Regions from separate parts of the Macaca mulatta genome. Here all the other regions are linked to region 2. The links are chromatin contacts, called in public Hi-C maps. All regions are on one chromosome and are shown on one strand. Each heading gives the region's core, a stretch centred on a gene start, on an enhancer-like site or on the middle of the called end of the contact. The rest is flanking DNA. Distances are from core to core; before and after follow the strand shown.

What was found. A called contact is a pair of places that touch in the nucleus more often than the background predicts.
Region 1: a Hi-C map of fetal cortex germinal zone shows a contact between it and region 2, with 7 times the contacts expected there. The contact joins the enhancer-like site here to the promoter of L3MBTL3 in region 2. A contact is called at or near these places in 4 of 14 Hi-C or Micro-C datasets (cortical neurons, fetal cortex germinal zone, fetal cortical plate and 1 more).
Region 3: a Hi-C map of fetal cortex germinal zone shows a contact between it and region 2, with 2.9 times the contacts expected there. The contact joins the promoter of ARHGAP18 here to the promoter of L3MBTL3 in region 2. A contact is called at or near these places in 4 of 14 Hi-C or Micro-C datasets (CD4 T cells, fetal cortex germinal zone, fetal cortical plate and 1 more).

Annotation. Positions count from the first base shown.
Region 1 is chr4:34,634,410-34,637,733 of T2T-MMU8v2.0, reverse strand. ARHGAP18 (Rho GTPase activating protein 18) reads left to right here. Exons shown (of 15, transcript XM_015137472.3): 9 at 3,163-3,322. Among named protein-coding and RNA genes, the nearest start is that of ARHGAP18, 160 kb to the left of the region's middle. Within about 2 kb of position 1,848, at least 5 of the 40 cell types and tissues checked have an H3K27ac peak or open chromatin away from gene starts, as enhancers often do. A contact at or near this core is called in fetal cortex germinal zone and fetal cortical plate, where this site is marked.
Region 2 is chr4:35,060,705-35,063,741 of T2T-MMU8v2.0, reverse strand. It overlaps L3MBTL3 (L3MBTL histone methyl-lysine binding protein 3), which reads right to left and starts at 1,786. Exons shown (of 22, transcript XM_015137470.3): 1 at 1,703-1,786.
Region 3 is chr4:34,796,847-34,800,225 of T2T-MMU8v2.0, reverse strand. It overlaps ARHGAP18 (Rho GTPase activating protein 18), which reads left to right and starts at 1,662. Exons shown (of 15, transcript XM_015137472.3): 1 at 1,662-2,207. The coding sequence starts at 2,164.

The DNA of each region.
Region 1 (3,324 bases), core at 599-3,098, 430 kb after region 2:
GAGTTTACAAAAGTCAGGGCTGGGCGCGGTGGTTCACACCTGTAATCCCAGCTCTTTGGGAGGCCAAAGCGGGAGGATTGCTTGAGGTTAGGAATTCGAGACCACCTGGGCAACAAAGTGAGACCCTGTCTCTACAAAAAATAATTTTAAAAAATTAGCCAGGCACTGTGGTGCTCACCTGGAGTTCCAGCTACTCAGGAAGCTGAGCGGAGAGGATTGCCTGAACCCAGGAGTTCCATGTGGCAGTGAGCTCTCATTGTCCCACTGTACTCCAGACGACGTGACAGAGCAATAAGACCCTGTTTCTTAAAAATAAAAAACACTTTGGGAGGCCAAGGTGGGTGGATCATGAGGTCAGGAGTTCGAGACCAGCCTGGCCAACATAGTGAAACACTGTCTCCACTAAAAATTCAGAAAATTAGCTGGGCATGGTGTTGGGCACCTGTATTCCCAGCTACTCAGGAGGCTGAGACAGGAGAATCACTTGAACCTGGGAGGCAGAGGTTGCAGTGAGCCAAGATCGTGCCGCTGCACTCCAGCCCGGGCAACAGTACGTGACATTGTCTCAAAAGATTAAAAAAAAAAAAAAAAAAAAAAAAAAGCCAGAAACATAGACTCCAGCAGATGGGGGGCCTTGGCATCCTATGCATAATTAGTCTTAGTGAGCAGGTCAGACGAGACACTCTCAACCACCTTCCTAATTCACACAGTTCCCTGTCTTGCTGCATCCAGGGTAGCCTGAGTCTGGCTGGTGAAAGAATAATTCCCAGACTTCCCAATTTGAGCCCTACCTTCTCCCGTGCATTTTCTTCTCTCTGGATGACATTTCTTTCCTACTGTTCTGGGGTACCATGTATCCTCCTGCTGTCATCTTTGTGCCTCACTTTTTGCTCTGGGGGATGAAGCTTCCAATGAATGCATGATAAACATGGAATTACCCTACAGGGGATGCATACTACATATCCCCTCAGGGGATTTAAATATCAAGGGGACTCATACTTGGAATTGTAGCTGTATCTGGAAAGCAGCCATTAACTATTCACTTTTACCCGATCTTCCAGATTCACCTTTACCTCTGCACTGAGATAGCACAAGTAACCACTGCCCACATCCAATGCATTGTCTTCCTGAATTTGAAAATCCAAGAGAAAATAGGAGAGAAGAGAGATAATCTCTCTTCACTTTCATAACATTCTTTATGAAATCTTTAGAACTGGATCAAGACTAAGTGTTTCTTGGAGAGTGCACACTGTCCTGGCCTGCTTCTAATGGGCTGTGGCGTGGCCAGGATTGGAATTACTCTTTATACATTCCACAGTTTGCATCACCTGCTTATTTTGATAAGTTGCCTTGATTTAGGACACCAGTTTCAACCTCCTTGGCTCTTACTGCATAGTGATCTCATTTTAATAGGATTTGAGTAGCCTGCTATATTCAGATCATAAGCTTCCACTTGTGTCCCCTGGGTTTGGCGTCTGATATTTAGACGTCCCTGAAATTGTGGTGTTTGTAAGTTTCATAGTTTGTCATTGTCTCACTTAATGTAACACCTACGGCACGTTCGCCACTAGTCAGTCATGGACATTGTGTGGTTCTGAGACAAGTTCTAGTAAGTACATTCACTAACAAAGATATAGTTCCTCAGAAACAGGTAACAAATATAACTTCATATTACCCATATCAGCAAGGTAGTCCTCAATTCACTGTTGAAAGCACTCAGGCCCTCACTAGCAGACTGCGATGGCCAGCTCACAGGAGGCAAAAATACATTTACTTAGTACAGAATAGTGAATATAATGCAGATTTTACTTTGCAATGAGAAGGCTGGCAGAAGGACAAGTTTAACTAAGTGTAATTTCTAAGAAGGCCAATTAAGTGGATTCAGCTGGCTCAACTCTTCAACCCAGCCTGTTGTCATATGCCAAATTATGCAGCAGCTGGTCCATTATAAATAATTTAAAAGATAATATGCAAAACTTTTGGTTGTCTCTTTTCTCCCTGGCCCCACCAAATTTCTCTGTACTATTCTCTCTCCCTCTCCCTCCATTCTTTCTGCCTCTCTTCTCTGGATGTTCCTCTGTTGTCCTTTCCTCCCTCATTCTTTCCCTCCATGCCCCCTCTCTCTCCTCTTCCTTCTCTCCCTATCTCCCACTCCCTTTTTCTATCTTTTCCTTCCTCCTCTTTTTTTCCATCCCTCCTCTTTTTTTCCCCTCCTTTTCTCCCTCCTTTCCTCCCTCCCCCTTCCCTCCTCCCTATTTCTTTTTCTGTCTTTGCCCACTCCCCTTCACCTATTTCATCAATTACACAAATAATTGAGGGTAGAGAATGGTTGTTGTGTTAGGAAGAGAAAATGTGGTAATTTGCCTTACAAGAAAACAGAAAACATACTTTGGGAGAATGGTTTTATGTAATAGAGGAAACTGACAGAAACTTGTGATGGTTTTTAACATGGTAAGATTTATGTATAGTAAAGAAGTATACAAAAAATAGTAATTACAGAACTCAATTGGTTTATTAGTAATAATTTGCCTGACAAATACTGTAGAGTTATGAGGTAAGTGAACTAGATATTTCTAATTCTGCATGGACTCAGATTGTTTTCCACAGCTGGCAGCAGGATGGCTGTGCGTTAAAGACAGGTATATTGATGTATTTTCATGCCTCGTTTGCTTTAAAATTGGGTTTTCCATTTCCCATAGGTGACTAATCAGAGGTAGCCTTCTGTTTTAGGCCCAGAGATTGAATATGTATTTTGTTATGTAATATACTTCTAAATAATTTAAAACATACTTCTTTTTTAATGATTTTTTTCTTAATTTAATGAAGATTTATAATATGTAGATGAAGCCCCAAAATGGAACAATTATTTTAACCAAATCTCTTAATTAAAACTTTATTATTTACAGTTTGTGGAATGTCCAGGAAAAAGTATAAATTTTAAAATGTGTTTTGGCCTTAGGTACAGTTTTTTATTGGTAAAATACGTTTGGATTAGAGGAGAGGAGTTTTTTTCTGAGTAAAAGAAATACTGACTTTTGGTAGTTTGCTTTGTCTTGTCTAAAGAGCAGAATCTCTTGAAAGTGAAAATGTATCATACTCTCAGCAAGAAAAAAATGCACTTATAGCTGCTTTTTTTTTTTTTTTTTTTCCTGTGCCTATCAGAATCTTTGCCAAGAACTAGAAGCAAAGTTTTATGAAGGGACTTTTAATTGGGAAAGTGTCAAACAGCATGATGCCGCCAGCCTGCTGAAGCTCTTCATTCGGGAGTTGCCTCAGCCATTGCTCAGTGTGGAGTATCTCAAAGCCTTTCAGGCTGTCCAGAGT
Region 2 (3,037 bases), core at 537-3,036:
CCCCCTCCAGGGCTCTCAAGTTTTCCTCCCTGCCCGCCGGCCCCCACACTCCACCAGCTCGCGGGGCGCGCGGCGGATGCCTCGGCTCCTGCGCTTCCCGATCCCCACCCCCGCCGGCCTCTACTTCCCCCCGCCCCGCCGCCGCGGCGCGAGGACGGCCCGCGGGGCCCAGGACGCGAGTGTGCAAAGCCCATTATTCCGGAACGGCACACGCACGCGGCGCGAGGCGGGCGGCGGCCCCGGCCCCGGCCCCGACCCCTCTTTTCCTCCCCAGGATAAGGCAGGCGTAAACAAGTTGCAGGAAAAGCAGCCCCGCGCCGCCCCCACCCTCCCCCCCCAGCCCGCCGCCCCGGCGCGGCCGCCGCCGCCGCGACCGCCGCCGCCGCCGCCTCCCGACACACGCCCGCGCCCGCGCCCGCACCCGGGCCGGCGCGGCGCGGCACGGCGCGGGGCGAACGCCGCGACGGCGCGGGCTCCCGGCCCGGCCCGCGGCCCGCGCCCTCTCCCGCGCGGACGGCCGCCGCGGGCCCGCGCCGCCTCGCTTCCCAAAGCACTTTCCTGCCTCGGGCAGAAATAAACCGGAGGGTTTATTTTTGTGCAACTTTCCCAAAATGGCGGAAATTGGAGCTGATCTATATGAAATTCTCACACACTCGGTCGGGAAGAGGGAGGCGGCGAGGAAGCCACGCAAACTCTCGGCCGCCGAGCCCCGCCGCGGGTCCGTGTGTGTGCGTGCGTGTGAGTGTGCGTGTGCGCGGTGGGAGTCGGGCAGGCCTTTCCGCCGCGCACACACACAGCACACGCCGGGGAGACGCGCCTGCACATTCAACCAGTCCATTCTCCGCAGCCCGAGAGGGGAGAAAGTGGCCCGGCCTCTTTTCCCACTGCCTCGGTCTCCCGTACTTGTACTTCTCGCGCTCGCCCGCCCGCTCGCTCGCTCTCCGGTGCGCGCCCGGCACAAAGGCCACACGGGCGGAGGGGGCCGCAGGGGCGGCGCGCGGGGCTCGCGCCTCCCGCCGCACCGATCCGCGTCCCCGGCCGCCCCCGCGCCCCCCGCCGGCGCCCCCCGCCTCGGCGGCCGCGCTCGCCGCCCGGGCTGCGGCTCCGCGGCGCCCACCCGGACACGCACCCCGGCGGAGCCCGGCGCCGCCGCGCTCCCCCACCCCGCGCCCGGTGTCACGAAAGCGACCAAAGTGACAAGCTCGGGGGGCGCGGGGGAGGGGGCCACACGCATCCCGCCGCCTGCGCGCCAGCCTGAGCCCGACGCGGCCGCCTCGCCCCGGCTCCCTTCCGCACGGCCCCCCACACCCTTCCCCGTGTGCGCGCAAAGAAAAAAATACAAGTCTCTCCTCCCCCCATTTTTTCCTTTCTCTTTTCTCTCTCTTTTGTTCCTCTTTCACACTCGCACTCACTACTTCAGAGTGAGATGCCCAGAGACTCCCTCTCCAGCCGTTTCCGAGTCACTTGCCCACTTTTTTCCCCGGGATTAAGTTTTCTCCTCTTTCCCAGAGGCGCAGAGAAGTGGGGGAGAAACCCCTTCTGTCCCTCCCCTCCCCTGATCTGTTTCACAAGACGAGGGTGCGCTTCCTTCCCTCTATAGGGCTCTTAACTTTCATCCTCACCCAGAAAAATAAATGAATGGCTTTTGCAGGGACAAATCTTCAGATTAATTAGAGATTAGATCCGATCAACCGCTTCTTACCCCCAAATTTTCTCTTTTTTTTTTCTCCGTCTCACGAGTAGTCCTGACAAATGGTCCAGGGCTGCGGGCGCAGTGCGCATGTGCGCGTAGAGTCAGGGCTGGGGAGAGGGGAAACTGCGCTGGTGCCGGTGCCGCCGCCGCCGCCGCCGCTGCCGGGGAGGCTCGCTCTGGCTTCCCTGTTACTGCTGCTGCGCCTTCGCCGCTGGAAAGCAGCAATAAAGCCGGGTGGCAAATGCAGCTGCCCGCAGATCCTGTTTCAGGTGCATCTTTTCAATAGCCCGGTCACCGCCTGAGAGCTGGTTCAAGAACAGTCCAAACAAATAGGAAACACTGCTAAGGTTCCAGATTTCTTTGTCTATTTTTCACTTTACTTTTTTTAAAGGCAATTCTCAGAGCAGCGAATCCACCATGTGCTGCGAAATGTATGCATTCAGCCATTAAAGAGTGGGCCTTAGTCTTGCACAAACATTACCCAAAGGCTAAATACATGCTACAGGTCATGAAAAGTAACAAAGTTGTAAGCTTTGGGAGAGTACAATCTTCCCCTCTTTGATGGCTGGAAGAATGCATAATAAAGAAAGTGTGCATATAAAACTTGTGCCTTCTTTCCGCTTCCAAAGTGCGGATCTTTATTGACAGCTCCAACATGTTAGGCCTCTGTCGAGTGATAGGCTGAGATTCCTACAGTAACTTAGAAATCACTGTGAAAGTCCCTTGGCAATAAGCAGGTCCAGGACTACCCTCTTAACGTATTCAGTCAAGATGGCTGAGCGGTCCTAAATGGCAAAACCTGTCTTTGTTAAAGCGTCAAAACTAGATCAAGAGAGTATTACATTTCGGTATTGACAGCTTTCCGCGCATTGACTGCAGGCCGCCATTTGGACAGCTTCACCGGTCTTCTTTTCTACTGAATAGGAGTACTTACAAAATAATTCGAGTAATTAAAGTTTTAATAAATATTTTGATGTCAATAGTAGAGTTTCTGTGTGAAAAAAAAAAAAGTAGCATGTGTGATTTTAGGAATGAGGGAAGCATGTCTTAGATTTCGCAGGGGTGGGGAGGTAAGGGGAAGTCCCCATCCGCAGAGTAGACTATTTATTTTGCATCTAATAAAGGGTAAAGGAGGCCCTTTTCTGAAACTGCTGCCTGAGGCCTAGAATTTAAATATATCACAGATGGAAGTTCTATATTAAAAATCCTTCTCCAAAATGTAGGGAATATTATTCTTGATTGAAATTTTTCACTTAAGGAATGTTTCTTGAACCAGTTTCAGAAAATAAACTCTTAAATTCTTTCCTTAGGACCATGAAATTACCCTATAGAAGCAGACCACCC
Region 3 (3,379 bases), core at 413-2,912, 260 kb after region 2:
ACAGATAATGAAGAAAGTATCACTGGAAAGGCACAGGGAAGGGGAATCAGAGTGGGCTTGCTCTGGAGTCAGGAGGTACTTAGGTAACACTTGAGTCCTAAAAGGACAGAAAGAGGGCTAGGTGTAAGTGGTTCACACCTGTAATCCCAGTGCTTTGGGAGGTCAAGGAGAGAGGATCGCTTGAGCCCCAGAGTTTGAGACCAGCCTGGGCAATATGGTGAGACTCCGTCTTTACAAAAAGTAAAAAATAAAAAAATCAGCCCACAGTAGTGGTGTGTGCCTGTAGTCCCAGTTACTTGGGAGGCTGAGGTGGGAAGATTGCTTGAGCCGGGAGGTTGACACTGCACCAGCTAGCACTTGTCTCAGCTGTGTTTGTGCCATTGCACTCCAGCCTGGGCAACAGAGCAAGGCTGTGTCTCAAGAAAAAAAAAAAAAACAAACAAAAGAGTCAGAGGATGGGGCAGAGAAAAAGGGGAGAAAGAGAGGACTTTCCAGCCCCAAGGAACTGGACTCATGGGCCAGGCCAGAGAAACACCTGGTAGGAATTCACCTGACTTCCATCTCACCTGTGTCCTGTGTGGGCTCTCACAGGCCCAGCTTTCAGGCTCCCTTTCAGCTGTGAAAGCCTCTCAGATTCACCCTCCATGTACTTGGCAGAGATGACTGGCTAAAAGTTTCTCAAAATGAAATAATTTTGTTATCTGCAAACAATGGAGAGTTGATGTTATTGGTTTCAGTAGTAGCTGAGACAGCATGCTCTGAATTAGGCTCAACTTGGAGAGTGGCATCTTAGGGGGCTGAAAAAAGAGAAGAAAAGGAGGCATAATAAAAATAATAAAATGTAAATAGTACTTAAAAGCCATTTTCTTACACATTGCACACCTAATGTATAGTGTATTTCTATCTTCAAATAATTGACAAGCCCAAAATATCTGAGAAGGTCGAGTTAGCATAGGGGTCCATACCAAATTCGAGAACTTCAGCTTTCCTGTAAGCACCACTAACAGATGATCTAACCCATCGTTCACCAATTAATCATCACAGGAACATTTATGGAGTACTGGCCATCCACCAAGGCCGCAAGAAAAGATTTGTGTTTACAGTCGTGAATCAGTCAGGCATTCTTTGCTAGCATCGAGCTTACCATCTGGAAGACTTAAATTTCAAGATGTGTATTATAATATAAGTTAACACTTAAATTTCAAAACTGGCACAATTACTTTATAAAATATTTAAGAAAGTTGTTGTCTAGTAGGAGGCAGATTATGACTGTAGAGAGATAATTAATTTGTGGCACATTGCCTAGATATTCAAATACAAGGCAATTCTATACTTAATCCTCGAGGAACAGTGATTTGTTAGGATTAAACCCTTTCGCAGTTTACACCACAAGCTTGATCCCGGAGGTTTGGCCAGGGAGAAAGCGAAAAACTAAAAGCTACTGGTAGGTTTCAAACATCTCTATCATCCTATCCATAAAAATGTTTCCTAACTGCAGAGCAGTGTACCCTTACTCTGTTTTTTAAATTTTATTTTTGCGATGGGGAAGGGGCACGGGGATACGGAAGAGATCATTTCCAGATTTAAGGTATTACCTTCACCGAATCGCACCCTCGTGCCCACTCCTTCATTCTCCCTTTCTCAAATCAGCAGAAGTCAACAGTTGAGGCGCTCTGATAACAGCAGCTGGGTAGAAGCCGAGCATGCTCAGTAGCTGGGGCCGCTTTCTGAGCACATAGCAAGCTTTGGTTTGCACCAACACCGGCTAGCACTTGTCTGGAGACGCTGCCGGGCTCGTGCACAGCTGATGCCTGTTCCTGGAAAGCTGATTTCTACCCAATAACATGCGGCTTTCGCACGGTCAGCTGCAGCGGCGCAGCGGCGGGGGCCCGGGGAGTCCGCGGGCTGCAGCCGCTCTGCCGGCTCAGCGCTCGCACGGGTGTCCCCGTCCTCGCGCCCACGCTTCAGCCCGGTCCTTCCAGCAGCTGCTGGATGAATGAGCCGCAATGACAGGATTGTGGTTAGCCGTGAAGAGCGCGTAGATGCCACAAAGTAGGTGTGTCACGGAAGAAAGTGCTTAGGGAAGATTCTTGCAGGAGCTCTAATTATCGCTTTTCATCACTTGTTGGGACCCTGGCGTTCCCTGCTCTCCACCTGCGGAAGATGGTTACAGTAGTGACAGAGCTGGCACAATGCTTTCACCTCCGGTAAGGAGAGCATCTTTGCATGCTTTTCTCTTTGCAATGCATATCAGCTTTGAAATATACAGATGAGAAAGGTCTTTCAACTAGCCTTGCTCTCACTCTATTAGTTTGTTCTTAAGGAAGACTGGGGAAGAGGACTTTTTGTGTAATTAAAAAAAAATCTTTTCAGGTTGGGGTTAAAGACAAGCATTAGTGTTCTTACTAACCCGTCTTGACTCTAAAATTTACTTGGTAGAATTTTGCCTTGAGCCTAACATTTAAGTCTCCATTTGCAAGATGAGGTTAAGGGTACTTTCTTTTCTCCTTTTAAAAATAATTCCTGGGATATTCTTGGAAAAGGTACTTTATGCTTGTAGGTAAACTGATATAATTAATAGCCTTTTCGAGATGATTATGACTTCGGTAACAGCCAAGAGAGAAAAATTAATCTTGACATTCACATCAACCTTGGTCAGCATTGAACTTAGACTGACTAGAGGAAATAGTCACACTATGATTATCTGGTTATTTGTTAAGAAAAAACAACACAACCTCAAACGTGTTCAGGGTTTACTCTTGAAATAAATAGGAGACACAAATTTAAACAAAAATTTAAAATTAACACTCGTCATCTTTGGGTGCTGAGAAGGATGGCTTCTCCAATCAGGCATTGGTTTAAAAGTAAAGAAACATTTTCAAAACGTAGTTTTGTGTTTGCAAAATAACATTTTTGATGGAAATTGTGGAAAGTCAACATCTTCATATGGCTCCTCATAGAAAAAAGTGAAAGAGAGGAGTCTGTAGGAACTGAAACCAACAGCAGCTGCATAAATATATCTAACTCTGCCACCAAAGAAAACCTGTCCAAAATGTCGTGTAATCATAGCTACAATTTCCATTGCTATTAATTTGGCTAGCAGTTTTAAGAGAAAGCACTTTTCCAAGTAAATTACAAGTTAATAAGATAATAGGTCTACAAGTATTGTCTACCATTTAGCAATTGTAATCAAATGGGGCAGAAAAATGTCGTCTTCCTAGTTTGGTATTAGACTTGTTTCATGCTTAAATATACACTTATTAAAAACAACTCATTTGGAATAATAACTATTCTTTCTCTGAGGCATCAAAGGATCTTTCTTTCCTTATCAAAACCAAAATAAAAAGAATAAAAATCTTGCAGTGATGCAGAGGAAGAA